Regions from separate parts of the Mus musculus genome. Here regions 1, 2, 4, 5, 6 and 7 are each linked to region 3. The links are chromatin contacts, called in public HiChIP or PLAC-seq and promoter capture Hi-C maps. All regions are on one chromosome and are shown on one strand. The core of a region is the stretch at or near the end of the contact, and the rest is flanking DNA. Distances in the headings are between cores, read along the strand shown. Region 1 holds the start of Slc8b1 (solute carrier family 8 (sodium/lithium/calcium exchanger), member B1). Region 2 holds the start of Mlxip (MLX interacting protein). Region 3 holds the start of Pheta1 (PH domain containing endocytic trafficking adaptor 1). Region 4 holds the start of Kdm2b (lysine (K)-specific demethylase 2B). Region 5 holds the start of Bcl7a (B cell CLL/lymphoma 7A). Region 6 holds the start of B3gnt4 (UDP-GlcNAc:betaGal beta-1,3-N-acetylglucosaminyltransferase 4). Region 7 holds the start of Orai1 (ORAI calcium release-activated calcium modulator 1).

Region 1 (2,960 bases), core at 320-2,819, 1.3 Mb after region 3:
GCTAGGCAAGCACTCTACCACTGGGCTATAATCCCAGTGATTTTTAGTTGTTTGTTGAGTCAGGCTAGCCTGGGAATTCATGAGGTAGCCCAGGCTGCCCTTGAGCTAGTGACCATCCTCTTGCTTCTAGTTTGGAAGTGTCGGGATTATAAATTTGAAGCACGACCCCCTTCTACCCTATTCCTACTTTTTGTTTTGTTTTGTTTTTCGAGACAGGGTTTCTCTGTGTAGCCCAGGCTGTCCTGGAACTCACTCCGTAGAGCAGACTGGCCTTGAACTCAGAAATCCGCCTGCCTCTGCTTCCCGAGTGCTGGGATTAAAGGCGTGTGCCACCACTGGCAGGGTCTCCTCTATCTGCTAGGCTGACCTTGAGCACATATTTCTTTTGCCTCAGCCTCTTGGGTGGCTGAGATGTCAGATGTGCACCAGCCCCTGGGTCCCAGCCTTAAAAGCACACATCTGAGGTGGACTTGGTTGTGATCAAAGACGGTATATCACACCTCACAACCTGCTGTGGTATCCTTCCATGGGGAAACTGAGGCACTGGGAAGCAACCTCACTCTCGGTTTTCACTGTCAGCTCAAGTGCCACACCACATTGCCCTCTCTGAGTGTTCACCAGGCTGTCCCCAGAGTCATGTGGCAAGGGAGAAAACCAGAAAGCCAACCGTCCTTGGATGGAGAAATCGAGGCCAGGAGGGAAGTGAGTTGCTCAAAGGCGCCTAAACTGGGACCAGCCGAATCGGCGGGTGGGGCTGCAATATGAATAACCCACTTCCTCCAGCCAGGGGGAAAGAGCTTTATTTTTCTGTCCAAGCAGAAAACTGGCTCCGAGTCTTAGGCAGGCTGCCCCAAGTGTTTTGTGCATTTTATTTTCTGCAAGCAGGGAGCCAAAGGCCATCTGAGCTTTATTTGAGGGGGTGTGATTCTTTACACAAGCATTTCTAAATCGCCACCCCCGGGGGGGGGGGGGAAGAGGGCAAAGGACAAGATAGGACCCCAGAGGAAGAAGGGAATACAGCCACTTCCTCACCTGTTGACAGAAAACGAGTCTCTCCCCTCCGCTTTCTAGCTACTCCACTTGGCACGGGCGTGGAGTGGAAAAACACAGAACCCTTCAGTTCCCTCTCTGCATTTTCTGGGTGGGCAGCCTGAGGGGAGGGGGGGCTGGGCTTATGGCCTCTGGGTCCGCATCTGTGAAATGGACTCTAGCGCTGACCCAAGGGACAGCCAGACACCGCGTCCTCAAGTCACCTCCACTCCAGTTTCTTCTACTCATTTCCAAATAAGCTCGCATGAAGCGCCTCCGGCAATGCGGACACCTGTGTGCTGCGGCGTTGGTGAAGTGGGCAGACTTGACGGCGAGGGATGGGGTTGGGAATCGGGAAGCACTTTCTGATTTTGGGGTCCCAGCTGAAAGCGGATTTGAGAAGCTGAAGTTGGAGCGACGAGTGCACAGGCTGCGAAGCTCCTCTTACCTCGGGCGGGGCCTGGATCCGCGACCTCGGAGTCTTCCTCTAGCCGGATGGCCAGCGCCACAACCTTCCGCCCCTAGAGTCCTGGCCCGGAGCAGCCTGGCCACGCCCCCACAACCTCCACTCCGCCTACTTGCCAGTCGGGCCACGCCCGAGCCTCTCTGTCCCCGCCCAAGACACGCCCTTTAAGGCTCGCCCCGCCCCAGCTCTTAAAGACACAGCCTCCCAGCCGAGGGTGGGGGTTGTGAGCTGTTCCCTGTTGTCTTCCCCATTCTCCACCTGCTTTCTGTCCCCAGCCTGTCACTTCTGCTTTCAGGTAGATGCTATATTGAAAGCACGTGGGTTATAGACTTCAGGAGGCCCGAGAGAAGTCTAAGGGGAGCGGGGGGGGGGGGGGGAGTTGGGGGAAGCTTAGAGTTTCTGTTACTGAGGGTGGTATGGAAGGGTGAGAGCTATAGTAAAGTAAGGGGAAACGTGGCATGGTGGTGGTGTATGCCCATAGTTCTGGCCTTTCAGAGGCAGAGGCAGGAGGATTGTGATATTAAGGCCAGTCTGAGCATCCCAGCAAGACATTTTCTCAGTATGACGGTAATAAAGGTGATGGTGATAATGATGGTGGTGGTGATGATTTAAACGGTCTCCTGCTGCCTGCAAGCAGTCTGGTTGTAGAGCCTGAAATGCCTGGATCTGACATTTGTCAGCATTCCCCTCTCCAGCACACACTAAGCCACCGAGCTGCACCCCAACCTAGAAGACTACAGCAAACATCAAGATGGGCAGTGGTATAGCCCTGCAACCTCAGCTTTTCTCAGGAGGCTGGGGGGATTAAAAACAAATTCAAAAAGCCTGACCAGGTTCCAGTTCAAGGGCAGCATCTGCATTTAGTAAGGCCGTTTCCCAGAATGCAAAGTGAAAAGGGGGGCTTAGGTGCGGTGGGAAATTCAGTGGCAGGGTGCTTGCTGAGTGTTCTCAGAGCCTTAGGATTAGTCCCCAGACCATGATTAATTAAAGAGCACGCCCAGCGGGGCTGCTGAGATGGCACAGTGGGTAATGATGTGGGCACTGATGCTAAGCCCCACGACCTGAGCTTGATCCCTAGAACCCAACAGTGACGAAGATCTTACTCCTGGAGGTTGTCCTCTGGTTTCCACATGTGTACCATGGTATGTGCACACACAGACACAGACACACACACACACACGCACACACACACACATGCATGTACACACAGACACACACATGCACACACACACATGTGTGCACACAGACACACGCACATATGCACGCCTGCACACACGTTCATGAACACACACGTGCTCGCATGTACGTGTACACACACACACAGTGTAAAGTATTAAACTGTGTTAAACTGTATCAGTAGTACTTCATCTGTCATGGTAAGAGTTGAACAGGTGGGAGGAAGAGGAAACTTCAGTCAGGATGTAAAGTAAAGAAAATGAAATCAAAATAGAGTTGAGTGGTAGAA
Region 2 (2,915 bases), core at 323-2,822, 1.5 Mb before region 3:
GGTAGAAAGAAAGGCTAGCCCTCCAAGGAAAGGCATTTCTATGACGTTCAAAAGAGATCTCTGTCCAAAGCTGAATTCCCCGTTTCAGGGCAGTGTCTGGGATGTCAGCCCTACTGACATCTCACACATAAGTTTTTAGGGTCAGTCAGAAAACCCTCTAGCCAGATGTGGGCATGAGAGGCATATGTTTGTGATCACAGAATTTGGGAAGCGGAGGCAGGGCAGTCAGGAGGAGTTCAAGGCCAGCCAGCATCTGCTCAAAAGACCCTGGCTCAAAAAGGAAACAAACAAACAAAACAAAACAAAAACAAATTCCAACTTCCCAGGAAAATAAACTCCACAAGTCCACTGTGTGCAAAGGGTCCTGCCTCAGAATTTCCCTGTAAAGGAGATGTAAGAGAACCCAGGCTCCAGATGCATGGACAATCAGGAAAAGTAACTCACATTTAAGCAGCACCTAAAAACCCACTCGGCCTATCTCAACCCTTCCCTGAAGCAGCCCCCTAGAGGTCAACACTACTGTCACCCCCCACCCCGCCCCCCTTTATAGACAAGGAAACAGGCTCCAAGGCGTTACACAATCATTAAGATAGTGCAGCCAGCGCCCTAGCCACCCTGGACAGGTGATCTTAACCGTTGGGTGTTGCTGTAAACACACAAAGCAATAGAAGGAAGGGGTCCACAGAGCCAAAAGAAAAGGAGGAAAACAACAACACACAGCCTGTAGCTACACCTAACTCTTGTCTAAAACCGGTGACCACGGGCATTGGAGGAGGGGAGGGCCTGGATGGGGAACACGAAGCCGGAAGAACCCAGGAACGACCGGCTGACAGGGCTACAAGGCCGGAACCCTGGCGCCTCTCTCCATGGTGGAGACCCCAGACTCACAAATCGTCCTAGAAGGAATTTCCAAAGGGACAGTGTGAAGCCAAAGGTCCAAGCTGGGTTTTTGTTCAAGAGAGACCGGGGTGAAGATGGGGCTCGGCCAGGTCTGGGAGTCGGGTGGGGGCGTCACCGGGTCCCCTACCTGTAGGCCAGGGTCATGCACTCGAAGAGCTTGGTGAGCGACGCATCGATGGACAAGTGGCAGGAGCTGGTCTTGCCGAAGCTATAGGTCTGGCACGTCTGCTTGTTGACCGTGTCGAAATCATAGCCCTTCTTGGGCGGGTGCTCGCGGTGCGGAGAGGACACCATGAAGTGGCCGCTGTGGATGATCTGCTGTCGGCGCGGAGGCTCCTCGCGGCCCGGGCCGGCCCGAGGCGGCAGCGGCGCGGCGCTCGCGTGGGCCCGGGCTGAAGTGGCCACGCCGGAGGGGGGCGGCGGAGACGGCTCGTCTGTGTCCGAGTCGTCGTCGTCCTCGGGCACCTGAGGCTTGAGCAGCACCGAACGGCCCCGACTGCGGGGCCGGCGCGGCGAACACATGAAAACGTCGGCAGCCATGAGGAGAACCTGGTCCGGGGCATCCCCCGGGAGCCGGGGCGACGTAAAGCGGAGAAGCACGGGGAACGGAGGGGGCCGCCGGCCCGACCCGGCCCGGCCCTCGCGCAGACTGCCCGGGAACGCGCGGCCTGAGGGGGAGGGCGCGGGCCTCCTCGTAACGTCACTGTCGTCTTGGCCAATCGGATGCTCGCCTCTGCCTCTTAAAGGTGCAGGAGGAAGCTTTTCTTCTCCGGGCGGACAAAAAAAAAAAAAAGCCGGAGGCCACGCCTCCACGCCCGGCCCCTGGCTGTCCTCTTTCCCCTCCGGCTGGCCCTGGAGTAGAGAGACGAGAAAGCCAGGCCGCGCCTCTCGGGGAGCCTGGGCTCAGGGCGGCATTGGCTGTCTGTTCAACTAGTCTGGCTCCAGCCCCTGCCCCGCCTCCGCCACGCCCGGAGCTTGGGAATAGCCCTGCGGCCTCACTGCGGGCAAGGAGGGCACTCCACGTGGTGGGTAGGGGTGGAGCTCCTTCCCCCACATTAGGCCAGCTTTCTCCCTCCATACCCGGAACTGAGTCCTCAAAAGCCTTCCTGATTTTGTCTACCGTCCCCATTTTGTTGATGAGAAGATTGAGTTACCTACACTCTAAGGGGTGTGCCTAAGGTTCCAACAAGACCCAAGAGCAAGGCTCACAGAATCATCACATCCTTAGGGGCAGAAACTGACTCTCCCGGGTTAAGGCATGGCTCCTGGGCATCACCGCTCTTAAACAGTAGTAGAGTTCTGCAGGAGCCTAGCTGTCTGCCTCCAGACCCAACAACTTCAGCCACAAATCAAAATACTGTCGCTATTGTTTGGAAGTTTGGCCCAGAAGCCAAATTCCAAAGGGGAAGTTTGGAGCCTAGTTGTCTTTACTGCAATTCCTAGGTCTCAGAAAGTTGTGTCAACCTAAAAATAGCAATGAGCCAGTCATGGTAACACATGCGCGTGCCTGCAATCCTAACAGGAGGGGAGCAGAGGTGGGAGGATCAGAAGTTCCCCAAATTCTAGGTTAGTTTGAACTGCATGATACCCTGTCTCAAAGACACTTTTATTTTATTTTATATTTTAGGAAATCCAGTGAGATGGTTCAGTAGGTAAATAAAAGCACTTGCTGTTAAGTCTGACCTTCATTCCAACCCGTGGGACCCACAAGATAGAAGACTCCCAACAACTTAATCTCTGACCACCCCAACCCCACTGTGGCATCTGCGCTTCTCACGATAAATAAAGGTAAAAATAAATAAATAAAAGATTTTGTTTGGAGACAGAATCTCTACATGTAGTCCTTATGTAGACAAGGCTGGCCTTGTAACCACCACGAGAGATTATAAGAGGGGAAAAGATCAGGGTGTCTTCTGTATATGACAAGGAAGCTACACCTGTGAAATCTCCATGGTCTAAACAAGAACTACAAAATTGCAGCACCAGTTGACATCCCAAGATGGATGGGGGAAATC
Region 3 (3,125 bases), core at 94-2,593:
CAGAAACCTTGGGGTCCTTCTTCCCCACCAAGACTGACAATATTACCTGGTGCCCATCAGCCATCCTCCCCCAACTGCCCAGATGGGGGCACCCTGGCCAAGGTCACCAGCAGACAGAAGGCCCAGCCAGGTCCCTAGCCCTTGCCTGCTCTGGCTCGGCAAACAAGCAGGCTCTAGCTTCCCCTTGGAGGGAGGGAGTGCTCCCTGCTATTCAACCGTCTCTGCTCTGTTCAGGTTCAAAGTCTGCTGAGGGCTCCGAGCTACAAGCAACAGGGTCTAAGCACGATGCTTTAGGGACCAAATTCTTGTCTGGGCTGGCCCAGGCCGGAAGCCCAGTTACCAACACTTCCCAGACCTCAGTTTGCCTCAATGGGCTTCATGGAGGCACCGATGAGCTAAACTAAGGACAGCCTGTGACAAACTATAGGGGGAAAGTATTCTAAAGCAGGCGAAGGCACCCAATGTGGCGCTCACACCTGTCATTCCAGCACTTGGAAGGCAGACAAAAAACGCCACACATGCCAGGTATAGTGGTGCACACCTTTGATCCCAGCCCTCGCGATGCAAAGATAGGTGGATCTATCTGTGAGGCTAGCCTGTTCTGCATTATTGAGTTCCAGGCCAGCCAAGGGTACACATTAAGCTTCTGTCTCATTTAACAACAAAACCGGCCGGGCGCGGTGGCGCACGCCTTTAATCCCAGCACTGGGGAGGCAGAGGCAGGCGGATTTCTGAGTCCGAGGCCAGCCTGGTCTACAAAGTGAGTCAGGGCTACACAGAGAAACCCTGTGTCGAAAAACCAAAACAAAAAACAAAAAAACAACAACAAACCCCACCAAAAACAAAACAAAATAAAACAGTTTAGCGGATAAAGACGCTGGCTGTCAAGCTTTCTGACCCGAGTTTGATCCCCAGAAACCAAGTAGAAGAAGGAAAGCCCGGACTCCCCCCAAGTTGTCTTCTGACCTCCACACACGCACACGTAAACAAAAGTAAATACATAAAAAATTAAGACAAGTGATGAGTCCTCCATTCGTGGGGTCACAGCTGGCCCCGCGGCTAGGACTCGAGGGAAACGGAGGCAGGGCATCACCACCGCGGAACCTCAAGCCCCCGTGGTGCGCCGGCCGGGCCGCGATGGAGGCCGCGGGCGGGTCCCGGGCGACAGCCGCGCGGCTGCCGACCCCGTCGCGGTCCCGTCCCGCCCGGCTTTACCTGGCTCTGGGACCGGCGCGACGGTCTGTCCTGCCCATGGCCCGGAACAGCTCGGGGGCCGGCGACGACAGGGCCCTTTGTCTCCCGGAGGCCGAGTGGCGGCGACCCGCGGGCGCCCCTTTAACCCTGAGCGGCCCGCCCAGGAGGGGGAACGCCTCCGAGCCACACGCGCCTGCCCATTGGTCAGCCCTGCAAGGTCCCGCCCCCGAATTTACCACGCCCCCACACGCGCGCCTGAAAAATCCCTCTTAAAGGGACCGTGCCAGGGTCGGGAGTTCCCAGAATTCGGTCCCGGAGCAACCTGGCGAGACGGCTCAACGGCGCTTGTCGCCAAGCCTGGGGAAATATAACGTGAAAGATGCCAGGGAACCGCCTCCCACCAGTTGCTCAAGGTACACACAGGATATCTAGTGAGTCCGAGACCATCCTGGCCTCGAAAACAAAAAATAAATAAATAAATAAAGAAAGAAAGAAAGAAAGAAAGAAAAGAAAAAAGAAAACGTTCAACCCACAGCGTTTCCAGAGAAAATCAACACAAGTCTGTTTTAAAACGCAGAGGATACCGAGCCATCCAAACACTTGCCTAAATTAAGAGAGAGTTCTAGAAGTGAGCAGAGGTAGAGGCCCACCGACCCACTGCACCCCTGCGTGACCTCCCAGGAGTCGCTGGGATTCTATGCAAAATATAAAGACAAGCGTGGTGTTTACAGGGTGTGGCTCAACTACAGGCGCTCCCAGTAAGTAGGAATGGCCGGGGTTTCCCCTCTCCCCAAAAATCACACAGACCCACCTCCCAGAATCCTTCACTTCCTTTTCTTCCTGCCTCCTCCTCACTTCCTTCTACTTTCCTGTCCGGGGTCCTCCTAGCCGGAGGACAAGAGCGAAACAGGACAGACCAGGATCCCAGGCTTCATTCCACCGAGTCTCACTAGCGCCTACAGTGGTGCAGACTGATCCAGAGAGAAACAGCTCGGAGTCAATCAAAAAACAGTTCTAACAGGGCTTGGTGAGAGGCAGAGAATAGGCGACAGCCGCCGGGAGTGCGGGGCTGAGACAAACCAACGCTCAGGAATGGCCACTGAGGGGCAGCGACCTAGCCCACTGGAGACCTGCAGGAAGGGTGTCCCGGATGGAGGAAACCGCAAGTCCAAAGGCACAGAGAAGCGCAGAGAGCAAGTGGAGGAAGAAGTTACGTGTTGGAAGGCTTTTAGGAAGCCTTATTGCATAGGACCCTGTGAACTTTGGGAAATCTTTGTTTTCAGGTGTGCTTGGGAGCACGTGTAATTTCAGGCCTTGGTAGGGAGTGGTAAGAGGACATCTGGAAAGCTATATATATATATATATATATATATATATACACATATATACATATACACGCAATATTTTATATTATATATTATATACATATATAGCTATATAGCAAGATTGTGCCTCAATATAATAAAATATTTATTACTTATAATTAATAAGTATTAAATAAATCATTAATTTATTAGATAAACTAATTAATTTACTAGATAAATTAATTAGTACACTAGGTTGGTCTTGAACTCACAGAGAGCCTCTTGTCTGCCTCCCAATTTGGGGGATTTATTTCCCGCACTATGATGCCTTGCCTGTGGAGGGTTTTGAGGAGAGATGCGATCTCTAGAGGGCTGTAGGACAAGAGGGAAGGCCAGGAGGCCAAGCGGAAGCCTACTGTAGTGGTCTGAGCAAGTCTTGATGACAGTGTACTGGCTGGTTTTGTGTATCAACTTGACACAGCTGGAGTTATCACAGAGAAAGGAGCTTCAATTGAGGAAATGCCTCCATGAGATCCAACTGTAAGGCATTTTCTCAATTAGTGATCAAGGGGAAAAGGCCCCTTGTGGGTGGTGCCAGCTCTGGGCTGGCAGTCTTGGGTTCTATAA
Region 4 (3,090 bases), core at 521-3,020, 1.1 Mb before region 3:
AGGACTGCGTTACAGCACCAGCTGGCCCCTGGTTTTCACAGGGATGGTTAGAAGGGCTGCCCAGAGAATGCAGCTGAGCCAACGTAGATGTAGTTTCAGTTTGGTGACAAACTTGGTGTTTGTCGCCTCATCTCTACGTAGATTTCTACCGATAACGTGCATGGATGGAATTTTTAAAAAAAAATTCAAAGAGCAGATTTGGGGACAGGTGGAAAAAAAGTACAGACCGATAAGGCAGGAAATTCTGACGTAAGGGAGGGTGACGATGTGTGGTTCACAGCTGATTTCAGGTGGCAAGGCCACTTCCTCCCCGTATCTGTCTGAACCAGTGCTCTTGACATTGGGACAAGATAAAAACAGCAGTCACCTAAACTCATAATTTCTTGAATCTGGGTTTCTCCAGGGTGCAAAATGACCTGCTTTAGCTTGTACGCCAAGCTAGCGTCACCTGGGAGGTCTCTCAGAACATCCTTGTGATGCTGTCATTAGGCCCTTGCAAGAAAGGAAGAGGCCCGGAGGGAAACAAAGTTTAGGGCCAGCATTTCTCTCAACTTAAAGGAATTCCAGGACCACTGAGGGTCAGTCAATTCTGGAAGCAGTCACAAGCACTACTTAAAAGACGGAGGAACATTGGGGATCTGCTACTCCAGGAATATTCACAAAGGCTGCCCCCCTTCTCCGCTGAGAAACAATATGGATCAATCAAGGTTGCTGTACCCCAGAAAGCCACAAACAACCACCACTTTTCTCTTAAACTGCCACACGAGAGAGGCTTACCTTTTGCCTGCCTGCATTAGAGACGCTGAATCCGATTCTCTATTCCCTCCTGTGTATCGATTTATCTCTTCTCAGCGAGTGTAGAGACTTTTTTTCCTTTCTCTTTAAAAGCCCAACTTCTATTTCAGGGCTGTACTACCGAGGCTATCCGAATGAATGAACCAAAGGCTTTCTTCCGGTCAGCTGCAGTCTGAAAAGGCTGTGGACTGGCTGTATTTCCTGTACCTGTGCGTGTGTCTCCATATTATTATTTCAGCCCCGGGAGTTTAAAAGTTATGCAGTCTGTACAGATACAGTGCTGAGGTAATTTCTTTCTGAGCCCCTCAGATGCCTCCTCCATATGGCAGGTTCGCAAATGGATAAGGGTCTGGACAGGCTGGCCCCTCCCCCCAGGCATGCAGTAGAAAAGCAAAACAGAAAAAGAAATCACACATACAAAATACTTTGAATTTAGGTCGCCAGCATAGGTAATGAGGAAAGGTGGGTGAAGGAAGAGAGGGACAGCCCTGCGTAACCCAAGCAAGAGGGGGCAGGGGCAGAGGTGGGGGGTCGTTTTGGGGGGTGCCAGGCCCCGGGGGCTTTCACGCCAGCAGGCTTGGCTAGCATTTCCGCGCCTCCCGCTGAGGCCATCCGTGCAAATCTGCACCTCCCTCCCCACCCCCTCCTCTCTTTCCCTCCCTCCCTGCCCCGCCATCTCTGGGATGCGCCCGCCGCCTGCAACTCAGCCCTCCAAAAGTCAGCTCCCGGGCGGCGGCGGCGCCTGCGTGCAGAGGCGCACTCGTGACCCAACAACAAAACAGCGATGCCAAGGCGCTAACAGCGCCCGGTGCGTCCCAGGCTCCCTTCTGGCCCCACACCTCCTACGGCTGCGGTCCCCGACACCCCCAACCCGAGCCCCCCCTTTCCCCAACTAGCCTAGCCGCAAGCTCCGAGCGCGATCGGCAACAATGTTTACGTTCCGGGGATTATGACGTCGACGCCTCCCCCCCCACAACTGCTGAAAATGGTTTCCTAGGACTTTGCAAACGGATCTGCTTAAGTGTTGGTGCAAAACTTTGTAGATATCGGCTCTGGCTTGCTCTATTTATTTATTTTTTTGCTTTCTTTTCTTTGGTCTTCCCTCCTTTCCCCCTCCGCCAAAATGCAGGGGGCAGGAGTGTTGACAATTAATTGGTGAACTCTCCTAAAAAAATGGAGGCAGAGAAAGACTCTGGAAGAAGATTGGTGTGTAGCTTTTTTTTTCTCCCCCAAATCTGTATCTGGTATATGATCGATTTATCTATCTATTTATTTTTTTGGTTGTTTCTTGCTGCCTTTTCTTTCCTTTTCTGTATTTTGCAAGAGGACCGGAAAAAAATAATAAATTGCATGCAAAAGGAAGCAAGCAGCTTACTCCTCCAGTCTCTTGTGAGGCTCAGGGTCTCAGACACTTAAGTGGGGAGGAGGCAACGCCGAAAGGCGTGGAAGGGACTGAGCGGGCTCGGGGTTCGCCTGGGATCTGGGGGGCTGCGGGGCTCGGTGCTGAGCGGCGGAGGGAGGAGGAAGAAGGATGCGGGGAGTGGTGGGGGAGTCTCCTTAGGAAGTGAGTGTGCGCGCGCGCTCGTGGGGAGATGAGGCAGCTGCTGGTGCGTTTTGGGGTCTCTGATAGAAGCTTTGTGGTGGGCTGGCTGCCTCTCTCCCCCCACATTCTTAACCTCCTCCCCTCCCCTCCTCTTCTTGCACTAGCGGTCGGTCGGCGGGGGCCGTTAGGGTCTCAACCCTTCCGTTTCAGCTTTCCAGCTTTTCTGTAGCTCGGGAGCAGCTCCAGCCTTAGTAATGCCGCCGGCCCTGGGTTCCGGCTTCCCGGGTTGGCCGCCGTGGCCGCCAGGGCTGCTGTTACCGCGGAGCCGGTTGCTGCAGCGGCTTCTCTCGGGGCCTACATCTGCCCCGCCAGCTCATACCCGGAGCCCCCTTCAGGGGTTACATAACCAGGCTCCCAGTCGAGTGGGCAAAGCTTAGCACATCACTTGGCGTGGGGGCAGAGGAAAGCCCCCAAATACCATTTCCATAGCTTCCAAAGATGCAAGAAGGGATTGCTTCGTTTAAGGGCAGTCGGGCCTTGGGGGTGTGAGCCCCTTTTTCTGCTTTCCAGCATCTTTGGCATTTGCGCAAAGTTGCTCAGATTGCAATGCTGGGGTGCAGTGGGCGCGCGACTCTTGCACCTGTTCTTGGTGGGCCCAGGGTGAGAGGAGACCCCCCCAAGTCCTCTCAGTAATGTCCGGGGTTCTCTGGTTGGGTCCCCGCAGCGTGCGATTGACCGCCAGAGATACGACG
Region 5 (3,412 bases), core at 368-2,867, 1.5 Mb before region 3:
TCACTCTGAAAGGACAGCTAACTTGTGACACCATCAAACCGGAGACAGGTCCCCAGTAGTGTTTAAAAAAAAAAAAAGGACAACAACAACAGAGGCGTTACTCAAGAAATGACCCCCCCCCCCAAAAAAAAAAAAAAAAAAACAACCCAGCCTGCAGTGGAGCCTAGCCAGTTCCTATAAAGGACAGATCCAGCCAGCGGCTGCTGACACTTGGGGACACCCTCGCAGCTGCTCCTCTCCCTCTCGGACCCAGATGAAGCCGTGGGAAAAAAACCGTAATAAAGTTAAAATCAGGGAGCAGGGAGTTTTCAACAAGTCTGACCCAACCTGGTGGTGGACTACTGGCGCCTCAGGCCTGGCCTCTGGGGCCGCCTCGGTGTCAGATCCCGACGAGGGCCGAGAAAATGTTCCATCCTACTAATTATAACGAGGCCACGCCGGGCAGGATCTAATTTGAGCTTGAAAAACACGCACGGCCCACACCGAATCTCGCGGTCTCCTCCTCCCCCAGTGCAGAGAACAAAAACAACGGTCGCTCGTTCTCTCCGCAAAACAAACACCAGCTCCAGCAAGAAGGAGGCAAGACACGGCCCAGGACTTGGCTTCTGGATGCAAACATCGCGCTCCCCGAGCTTCGGGTGCCGCGCGGAGCGCGTGGGAGCCGTGGGTGCTCCGCGCCCCGGCCGCGCCACCGCCTTCCTAGCGCTCGCCCCCATCTTCCTTCCTCGCCCGGAGCCCTCGCTCCAGGCTGCCCAAAGCGCTAAATTTAAACGGCTCGCGCTCTGCAAACTCCGCAGACTCGAGGGCGCCGAGGCCTGGGAGGCGGGGAGCTGCGGGCGGGTCGGGGCGTAGGATGTGTGTGTGTATGTGTGTGTGTGTGTGTTGGGGGGGGGGGACACCGGCGCCGCGCCGCCCCGGGAGGAGACGGCGGCCCGCTCCGCGCTGCACAATGGAGCTCGCGCTCTGCCCGCCGCCGCCGGCATCACGGCCCCGGCGCGCGGGAAGCCGCTTTCATGTGACTTGCACAAAAAAACGAAATGGCTTCTGGGGCCGGCTGCGAACCCCCCTCTCCCGAGAGCCGAGCTCCGAGCTCCGGGCTCCTGCCGCCGCCGCCGCCGCTCTCGCCGCCGCCGCGCCAGGTGGGTGACCGGCGCCAAGCACACCTGGGCAGCGGACGCAGCCCCCGCGGGGCGCAGGTGACCCCGGCCGCGCGCCCTCGCCAACTCCGGGCCCGGGGCCGCTGCGCCCCGCCGCTCTACGCGCTGGGTCCGGGCTTGCTGGCGGCCGCGACGCGGTGCAGCGAGCCGGGGCGAGCGAGAGAGCGAGCAGGCGCCTCGGCTTACCATTTGCGCACTTTCTCGATAGCCGCCATGACCCTCTTGATATCATCTTTGGCCCGGCTCCTGGTCTCGGCTCGAACCGACCTGCCCGACATGGTTCTGGCGGGGAGGGAGAGAGAGAGGAAAGAGAGAGAGAGAGGGAGGCTGGGGGAGCGCGCCCGCCGGGTCCTGCTCGCCACACTCGCCCGCTCTCTCACTCGCGCACAGACACACACTCACACACATACGCGCACACACAAAGCCTGGTGCCGCCGCGCGCCCGGGGCCCAGTGCGCAAGCGCCGGGGCGGCAGCTGCACAGAGCGAGGGGGAGCGGCGCGGCCGCCAGCAGTGCGGCCTCCGGGTGCCGCCGCCCTCCCCGGGGAGCCTCGGGGACCTCACTCTGGGAAAGCTCTCCCGGGTAACCCCGACCTCCCAGCACGCGGGACGGGCCCGCGCCAGGACTCACCCAGAGGCCGCAGGTGCGATGGGGGGCCCCTCCCCCCCCCAAGACACACACCCTGGGGATGGCAGACTGCAGGCCGTGGGTGCTCTGGCTCGGGTTGGTGGCCGCGGGCGCGATCGTGCAAGTTTCTTGTCGGGCGTTTGAGTTCTCAAGAGTTGGAGGCGGCGGTTCGGGACGCGAGGTGATCTTAGAAAGAGTTGAGGCGCCGGTCTCTGGCCAGCTGCCCTGTTAAAATGTGCGAGCTAGAACGTCTCCTCCCCATGCTTAAACTAGAGTCGTAGGAAAGGTGCCCGAACCCGGTGGCAATTGACATTGTCTCTGGGCTTTCTTTCCCTTAGAGATAAGTTGTCCCAGTCACGGATCAACCTCCCTGGGGTTTGACCGAAAATGACAATTTAATCTTAAACGGCTCCTGGTGGAAGTGCAGTGTAATGACCCGGAGCAGCAGGTAAACTAGACTGGCCCAACACAGAAGGACTTATGAGAGGCTGTCTCCCTACCCTAGGACAGAGCTGGGTGACAGGATCTACCGCGGTCACCCAGTATAGGGACAGGTGGGTGTGCAGTTGCGGCTACACAGACTGGACCAGAGCGAATGCTTGTCCACGTGAATGCTGGGAAAAGAGATGACCTGAAGTGAGAGAGCTGCTACCTGGAGAGGAACTAGCGCAACATCAGTCATTTCACAGATGGACAAACTGAGTCAAGGAGTTATTGAAGGTTGCAGCAGTGACCTTCATCTGTGACTGCCATGATTCTAGTACCAAGCATCTCCCCCTGAAGTCTGGGGGGGTTGCAGGGGTTTGGTAGAGGGAGCTAGTGGGGAAATGGGTGTGAGAATCTGGGGAAATTTCCCCCAGGCTTCTTTTAACCACTTTAAACGCACGGTCCTAAAGCGAAAATTTAAAAATAAGAACAACAATCAGATGTGGTAGCCCACTCCTTTAATTCCAGGCAGAAGCAGGTAGAGATCTGTGGTTCAAGACCAACCTGGTTTATGTAGGTAGTTCCAGGACTACATAGTGAGGCCCTGTCTTAAAACAAAACAAAACAAAAAAACAACCCAAACCAAAACAAACAAAAGCAAAAAACCAACAACAACAACAAAACAATGGAGCCAGGCAGTGGTGGTACACACCTTTAATCCCAGCACTTGGGAAGCAGAAGCAGGCCGATTCTATGTATTCAAGACTCAAAGCCAGTCTGGTCTACATAGTAGTGAGTTCTAGGACAGCCAGGGCCACAAAAAGAAAACCCTGTCTCAAAACAAAATAACACACCCCACAAATATGTCAAAGAATCGTTCTGTGATGGATTGAAAAATGTGCCATAAATCCGAAGTCTCATGCATTTGACCCTCTGTATTTGATCATCAGATATGTGCTTGGACCCCAGGGAATTCATTTTTGTTTAGTGCAGAAATTGTGTATGCTAGGCAAGTGCTACACCACAATTCCCACATAGAATATATGTGTATATATGTATGTGTGTGTGTGTATTTAAATAAGATATATCAAAAGTCCGAATATCTGGTCTGCAAGATGTCTTAGTAAATGTGTTTGCTGCCAAGCCTGCAGGCAAGAGTTCAGGTCTCAGAACTCACGCTGTGGAAAACAGAACCCGTGAAA
Region 6 (3,025 bases), core at 333-2,832, 1.7 Mb before region 3:
AGGCCTCTTGGGAGAGGGAACTGCACGACAGGGTAACAGGCAGTGGTGGGTCACAGAGCATGAGGAATGTGGGGAGCAGGGGGTGCTCATAACTGGGAACCAAGGGGGAAAAAGTCTTCACTAGAGTAGTTTGCCCAAGGTCTGCAGTAACAAATCAGCCTTACTTTCCTTCCTGTCATTTGTCACTGCCTGTTCTGCCTAATAGTTTTCTGACACACACGCACACCCCACACACAAGGCAGGGTCTTTGACATATGCTTACTACTTTACCAAATAAACCTCATGCCCAAAAAACCTCAGACCTGCAGTGTGGCTGTCGATGATGTTAACCTGACCGACCTGCCTCACCTCCCCAGTGCTGGGCTCACAAGCGGGGCTTTATATGGTGCTGGGTAAATGCACACTATCCAAGCACTACAACCGAGCTATACCTGATAGCTCTCCTTGCCCTCTTCCCCTGGAGGCTGGAGTCACAGCCAGAGCCAGAGCCACACCTAATATAGGGAACAGAGGTACAGGTGTAGCAGCCAAATCCCAGAATGCACATTACCATCTCTCTCCCATCCTTAAGTTTAAAAAAAAAAAAAAAAAAAGTGTCACTTCGACCCTGTTGTCCCTAGAGATGTCTAGAGCATCTCTCCTACTAACTCCAGTATTAGCCAAGCAGCTAAGGACATCCTAGTAGGCATGATAGACCAGATGTTGCTAAGGATGAAGTGATTGAGGAAAGGCCACAAGACCCTGGGATAGCTATGCAAGTGCATGAAGCAAGGGGACAAAAAGTGACAGGCAGAGAGAACATCCACGCTCTGAGCTGAAGTAGGAGCCACGCAGATAAATCTCAAGACGAGGAGCGCATATGGCGCCTAGAATGCTGTTCATCAAGAGGAACCTGGAATGCCCTCCCTGCAAGGCTCAGGAGCAACACCTGAGGGTACAGTTGAGGATTAAATGGGCGCCCATGGTTTTAATGTGATTCTTGTTTGGCTGAAAGACCTGGAGGGGCGAAGGGGACTGAAGCTACAAGAAAGCTCTTAAGCTGCAAGGCTTAGTTAGGGTCACAGCAGCCTCGCGGGGATGGTGTGACCACAGAGTTGTAACTACTCGGGGTTTGCAGGTTTGGTAAGTCCGCTGCCATCCGGCCACTCGATGAGGGGGGCTCTGGTTTGTCCCGTAACCCGGTGTCCCGCACCCCACACCCACCCAAAGTCCCGGAAAAGCCCACTTCCCTACCCCAATCACTGTCCCGCGGGACCGGGTCCTCTCTCCGCGCCCTCGCCCTCGGGGTGTCGGCAGCCTCGGGCTCTGGGGAAAGGGCCCAGGTAGCTCCATCCTTTCAACCCGAATCTAGAGGGCTGCGGTGGTCGGAGCCCACAGCGCGGTGTGTCCGGGCAACCGCCGAGCCCAGACGTGCGACAGAGGGGCGGGCAACAGAAAGCCCTCCAGCAGAGGCACCGGCAGAACGCGGTTCCTTCCCGGCAACGGGATCCAGGCGCCACAGGCCGCGCGACCTCACCACCCCATCCCCGCCCTCAAAGACCTACCTAAGTACCCCTGGGGACCGCGCACCGACACAAAAGCCGGGCAGTATCTCGCCGGGAGCGCGAGGAACCCCCCGCTGGGCGGGTCTTCAGGGGCAGGGTCCCAAAGAGAGGGCGGAGCTCCAAAATGGAGCAACCGCGAGGCTCTTCAGGGAGGAGGGGCGGGGCTTCGCGTTGGGGGCGGAGCCATGGACTCCGCCCCACCTTGCAGTCTATCCAGGACGCACTTGTGGCTCGTTGGCAACTGCAACGCTCTCTTTCCCACGCCCGTTGGGCTGCCAGCGCCGTGCCCCTTCCCCTAGTGGCCACACAAACTCTCAAGCTCCGGCTGCAGAGCAGCCTTTATTCTCCCTGCTAGTCAATCAAGCTAAGGAATGCTTCCTCCACCGAGCGGTACTGGTGCAGCTGGATCTGGACCTCCACCGACAGTGGCTCTGGCTGGTACCCGCTTTCCATGGTTGGAGGCACCGTTTTCGACCTATCTGAGAAGATATAAATGCGAGCAGATGAGTACTAAGGGACAAACGGCCTGCAGGTCTCCCCGACTCGGGACGTACTCCTCCTTCATCCGGGAATTCAAGCCCTGTTCTCCAACCTAGAGGAATTCCGAAAGAGATCCAGCCCTAGTATGTTAATTGCAATCAAGAATACATTGATTCAATAAGCCCCAACTGTGTGAGTTGCGAAAGAAATTAGCTGCTTTCAAGATGACTAACAGATGGAACCTGAGGAGGCCACCTCCTGTAGCCAGGCAGGACCCCCAGTGGAAGCATAAGGACACCAGCCCACCCACAAAACTTTTGACCCCAAATCTGTCCTTTCTAAAAGAAATGGAGGGACAAAGATGGAGCAGAGACTGAAGGAATGGCCAACAACCAGCCAACTTGAGACTCATCCCATGGGCAAGCACCAATCCCTGACACCATCCCCTGAGGAGCTCTACACAGCAGCTGACTGAGCAGATGCAGATACCCACAGCCAGATATTGGACGGAGGTCGACGACTCCTGGGGAAGAGTTGGAAGAAGGATTGAAGCTTCCGCAGAAGGATTGAGGCTTCCGCTGGGGATAGGAACCCCACAGGAAGGCCAACAGCCTCACCTAACCTGGACCCCTGGGAGCTCTGAGTCTGAGCCACCAACCAACGAGCATACAGTGCATCTCAGTCACCATGTAGGTCCCCCCAACAAATGTAGCAGAGGCTCTCCCCTAAAGCTGTAGCCTGACTGTGGTACCAGTCCCCCCACAAGGTTCCCCCTAATCCTGCAGAGATTTGATGTGCGGGGGGGGGGGGGGTAATGCGTTTGGGATGGAAAGAGAGAGAGAGGGAAAGAGAGAAGAAAATTAAAGAAATCGGCTGCTTTTTTTTTGCCGCCAACTTGAGCTGAGTTCAATCCCCAGGACCCCCTTGTCCCTCTGACTTCCACATGCAAGCCACAGCCCACGTGTACACATAAACACACAAAATCATGTAAAAGTTAAGAA
Region 7 (2,966 bases), core at 263-2,762, 1.2 Mb before region 3:
TGATCCACTTGTTTGCAGGCGACAGGGAGAGACCCAGACAACACTCCCTTCCCAAGAAAACCAAGGGTGCCAACCACTCCCTTCCTCAAGGCCAAAGGCTTAGCTAATTCACGGGGGGGGGGGGGGGGGGGGGGGAGGCGGCCGTGATGGTGAAGGGGGGGGGCGGCAGACCCCACTGATGTAGGTTGATGTCATCGAAAGATAATAACAGCTCCAGGCAAACTCCAAGACAGGCAAGCCTGAAGGTATTCCTAGAGTTAAGGTCTGGTGCCTAACCTGCAGCCTCCAGGGGCGCCTCCTGCAGAGGCTTCGTACCACCTTCTTGGGACTTGAGGGGAGGAAAATATGCCTACCTCTTCATCAAGCAAGAGCCCTTTCAAGGGGAACATGTCCCACCCTCCTCCCCCACACCCAGTGACTCAGAGGCAAGTTTCTAGAGAAGAAAATGAGGGTGGGGAGTGGCACTCAACCCCTAGGCTGAGGCTCTTGGAAAATGCGGTGGGGTGGGGAGTGTAAAAGGGAGTAAGAGTTAGTGGAGTATGGGGAGGTGGAACGTATTGGGAAATCCCCTCCAATATTTGATAAAGTCTTGTTAATACCTTCCGGCCTTAGGTGTGCGAGAAGGCGCGGCCACAATGTAGCTCATCTTCATCTCCTGACACCTGTCCTCAGTGGGCTGGACCTTTTGCATCCTTCTTGTCCCCCTGATTACATGCAGGGCAGACTTCTTACATAGCAACTTCATGAAAGCAACATTCTTTGTAACCCTAACCTCTTTGCCGCGACAAGGTGCCCGTCTAAAAACACCTGCGCGTGGGTATCTCTATCTCTGGTCGTCCACCTCGCCCTCACAGCTCAGCAGCCTCTGGCTCCCCTCCGGCGCCTAGGACAGCTTTCCCCAGCTCTTCCCCTCACCCCAGGCACGCCCAGCCCGCTCCCAACTGTGGGCCCCGTCGGGGCTGCGGGCGGGAGCGGCCGAAGCAGGAAGAGGGGAGGAGGGCAGGGAGGCCCGAGCTCACCATGGCGAAGCCGGAGAGCAGAGCCGAGGTCCGGCTGGAAGCTTTGAGCTTGGCGCGGCTTAAGTAGAGCTTGCGCCAGGACAGCGCCTGCATCGAGTGCTCGTTGAGGCTCATCACCTCGGAGTAACTCTGGCCGATCCAGTCCGGGTAGCTGACGGCGGGTGGCGGCGGCGGCAGCGGTGGGGCCCCCGAGGGCTCCCCGTCCCCGCTGCGGCGGCGGCTCCGGCGGCTGCCGCTAGTGCTGCTGCCGCCGCTCACGGGAAGCTCCGGATTGCTGTGACTCGGGGGCGGGGCAGGCTCCGGATGCATGGAGTACGCTGCGAAGGCGCGGCTGGCGGCGAGCGCCTGAGAAGGCTGCGGCCCCGGGGCCGGGCCGGGCCGCGCCGCACCTCCGCCGGCCTCCCACTCGAGCCGGTCTCCCGCAGCCGGACGCACCGGATCCGAAGGCCGAGGCACTGGCTGCAGAACCGCTCCGCAAGTTCCAAGCGGCCGCGACCGGAGCCTGCGTGCCGACCGGCGTCCGGTCCCAAGCCGGCACCTCCGCGAGCTCCACGATTGGCCGGCGACCCGAGGTTATTTGCATACGCCACACCCACGAACACACCCCGCCCACAAGGCGGTGGGCGGTGTCCGTGCGAGTGACGTACCCCGCACCGCCTCCGACGGCTCCGCCCCCAGCCCCTGGCTCGCCTTCCTGGAAGCGCCCCACGCTGTCAGGCCTCGCTTCTCTTTGCAGCTGCTCCTGTGGCTTTGCTCCCGGAGCTCTTGACTTAGGCCATCCGAGGTCACCTCTGGGCGCCTCCTGAGGCCTATTTCCTCCTTGGAACAAGGTGGCAAAAGGTCTGTTGGAAAAAAGAGCAAGCGGAGGGCTACTAGAGTTCAGTGAGCGGTTATTGAGCGTCTATTGGGTGCCAACACGGTCCCAGGCACCGAGGGCAGGGTGTAGGCTTGTGATTGAGACGGACAAAGTCGATCCCGAAGATGTTATGCGTGCCTGGAGTCCCAGCATAGAGGAGACTGGAAAACAATGAGTTTGAAGGAGGAGTGAGCCCTTGCCTCGAAACACAAGAGGGACAAAATTCCCTGCACCCTTGCAGCCAACACTCTTGTAGAAAAGACACACAAACATCGAGTCAATTATAGTTCAGGAGACTGTAAATGTGTACAGAAAAAAAAAAGATAAAAAAAGGTGGATAGTAACAGGGTTTTTATTTTAATTTTAGAATGCTAGCCCCCGTTTGTATTTATTTATTTTTGAGACTACATAGCTCTGCCTGGTTTGAAACTTGTTATATAGACCAGGCTGGCTTCGAACTCACAAAGAGCCATCTGCCCAAGCCTCTGGACTACTGCCATTAGCATGTGCCTGCCATTAGCCTGTGCCTGCCATTCCCAGACCCCTCCGTAGCGTTTTCTATTCTGCAGGAGGCAGACTAAAAAGGTTCACACCTTGGGAGTCTCATCTGAGCTGAGACCTGGGCCAGCAAGATAGGCGCCAGGACCTAAGGGAAGAGGAAAATAGGGAGGTTCAGGGTGGGGCTCAGGAGATACCGGTAAGGTAGGGAGGGCACTGGGCTAAGGAACTTTAGGACACGTTAAGAGCAGTCTCACCGCTTTAACCCCCAGCCTTCAGAATGTTTCTTGGCACATACTCCACATTGAAGAAATGCTTGTTGACTGAATACATGTGGGAAAAACAAGAACAAATGATAAATTTAGATCCCAGTCAAATAAATCCTAAGCATGTGGTGTGGCACTCCAGGTCTAACAGTGTGAGAGTTAAACTCTTGTACAACCGCTAGAGGGCAGCCCTTCACTCAACCACATGGCACAAAAGAGAGGCCTCCTGTGGAGTTTCTGAGATTCCCCTAGCTGCTGCCTTCCCAGGTTTACAAAGATTGAGAACTTGGGGCTGGCATGGTGGCACAAGCCTTTAATCCCAGCGCT

The links. Promoter capture Hi-C pulls out the DNA fragments that hold promoters and counts their contacts. HiChIP or PLAC-seq counts read pairs in DNA pulled down with a chosen protein or histone mark. Capture Hi-C pulls out chosen DNA fragments and counts their contacts.
Region 1: a contact with region 3 is called in an H3K27ac HiChIP or PLAC-seq map of extraembryonic endoderm stem cells, with 8 times the contacts expected there. The contact joins the promoter of Slc8b1 here to the promoter of Pheta1 in region 3. A contact is called at or near these places in 2 of 484 Hi-C or Micro-C datasets (CD4 T cells and myocytes) and 1 of 115 datasets of contacts at active chromatin or transcription factors (extraembryonic endoderm stem cells).
Region 2: a promoter capture Hi-C map of pre-B cells shows a contact between it and region 3, with 4 times the contacts expected there. The contact joins the promoter of Mlxip here to the promoter of Pheta1 in region 3. A contact is called at or near these places in 1 of 39 promoter capture datasets (pre-B cells), 2 of 115 datasets of contacts at active chromatin or transcription factors (astrocytes and pancreatic cancer cells) and 1 of 9 other capture datasets (liver).
Region 4: a contact with region 3 is called in a promoter capture Hi-C map of liver, with 2.8 times the contacts expected there. The contact joins the promoter of Kdm2b here to the promoter of Pheta1 in region 3.
Region 5: a contact with region 3 is called in a promoter capture Hi-C map of liver, with 2.5 times the contacts expected there. The contact joins the promoter of Bcl7a here to the promoter of Pheta1 in region 3. A contact is called at or near these places in 2 of 9 other capture datasets (liver and pancreatic islet).
Region 6: a promoter capture Hi-C map of pre-B cells shows a contact between it and region 3, with 4 times the contacts expected there. The contact joins the promoter of B3gnt4 here to the promoter of Pheta1 in region 3.
Region 7: a contact with region 3 is called in a FOXA1 HiChIP or PLAC-seq map of pancreatic cancer cells. The contact joins the promoter of Orai1 here to the promoter of Pheta1 in region 3.

What each region holds. Positions count from the first base shown.
Region 1 is chr5:120,509,801-120,512,760 of GRCm38.p6, reverse strand. It overlaps Slc8b1 (solute carrier family 8 (sodium/lithium/calcium exchanger), member B1), which reads right to left and starts at 1,569. Exons shown (of 16, transcript NM_133221.2): 1 at 1,478-1,569.
Region 2 is chr5:123,393,455-123,396,369 of GRCm38.p6, reverse strand. Mlxip (MLX interacting protein) reads right to left here and starts at 1,572. Exons shown (of 17, transcript NM_133917.3): 1 at 1,028-1,572. The coding sequence starts at 1,440.
Region 3 is chr5:121,847,215-121,850,339 of GRCm38.p6, reverse strand. Pheta1 (PH domain containing endocytic trafficking adaptor 1) reads right to left here and starts at 1,343. Exons shown (of 4, transcript NM_175474.4): 1 at 1,216-1,343.
Region 4 is chr5:122,987,779-122,990,868 of GRCm38.p6, reverse strand. It overlaps Kdm2b (lysine (K)-specific demethylase 2B), which reads left to right and starts at 1,770. Exons shown (of 23, transcript NM_001003953.2): 1 at 1,770-2,001; 2 at 3,063-3,090. The coding sequence starts at 1,969. A930024E05Rik (RIKEN cDNA A930024E05 gene) reads right to left here and starts at 1,515. Exons shown (of 3, transcript NR_045820.1): 1 at 778-1,515.
Region 5 is chr5:123,342,653-123,346,064 of GRCm38.p6, reverse strand. Bcl7a (B cell CLL/lymphoma 7A) reads right to left here and starts at 1,617. Exons shown (of 6, transcript NM_029850.3): 1 at 1,344-1,617. The coding sequence starts at 1,435. It overlaps Gm15860 (predicted gene 15860), which reads left to right and starts at 923. Exons shown (of 2, transcript NR_165267.1): 1 at 923-1,139.
Region 6 is chr5:123,507,039-123,510,063 of GRCm38.p6, reverse strand. B3gnt4 (UDP-GlcNAc:betaGal beta-1,3-N-acetylglucosaminyltransferase 4) reads right to left here and starts at 1,582. Exons shown (of 2, transcript NM_001382854.1): 1 at 1,545-1,582. Lrrc43 (leucine rich repeat containing 43) reads right to left here. Exons shown (of 12, transcript NM_001033461.3): 12 at 1,859-2,023. The coding sequence ends at 1,896.
Region 7 is chr5:123,013,620-123,016,585 of GRCm38.p6, reverse strand. Orai1 (ORAI calcium release-activated calcium modulator 1) reads right to left here and starts at 1,512. Exons shown (of 2, transcript NM_175423.3): 1 at 1,020-1,512. The coding sequence starts at 1,328. Gm2479 (a long non-coding RNA gene) reads left to right here and starts at 1,559. Exons shown (of 3, transcript XR_387710.4): 1 at 1,559-1,859.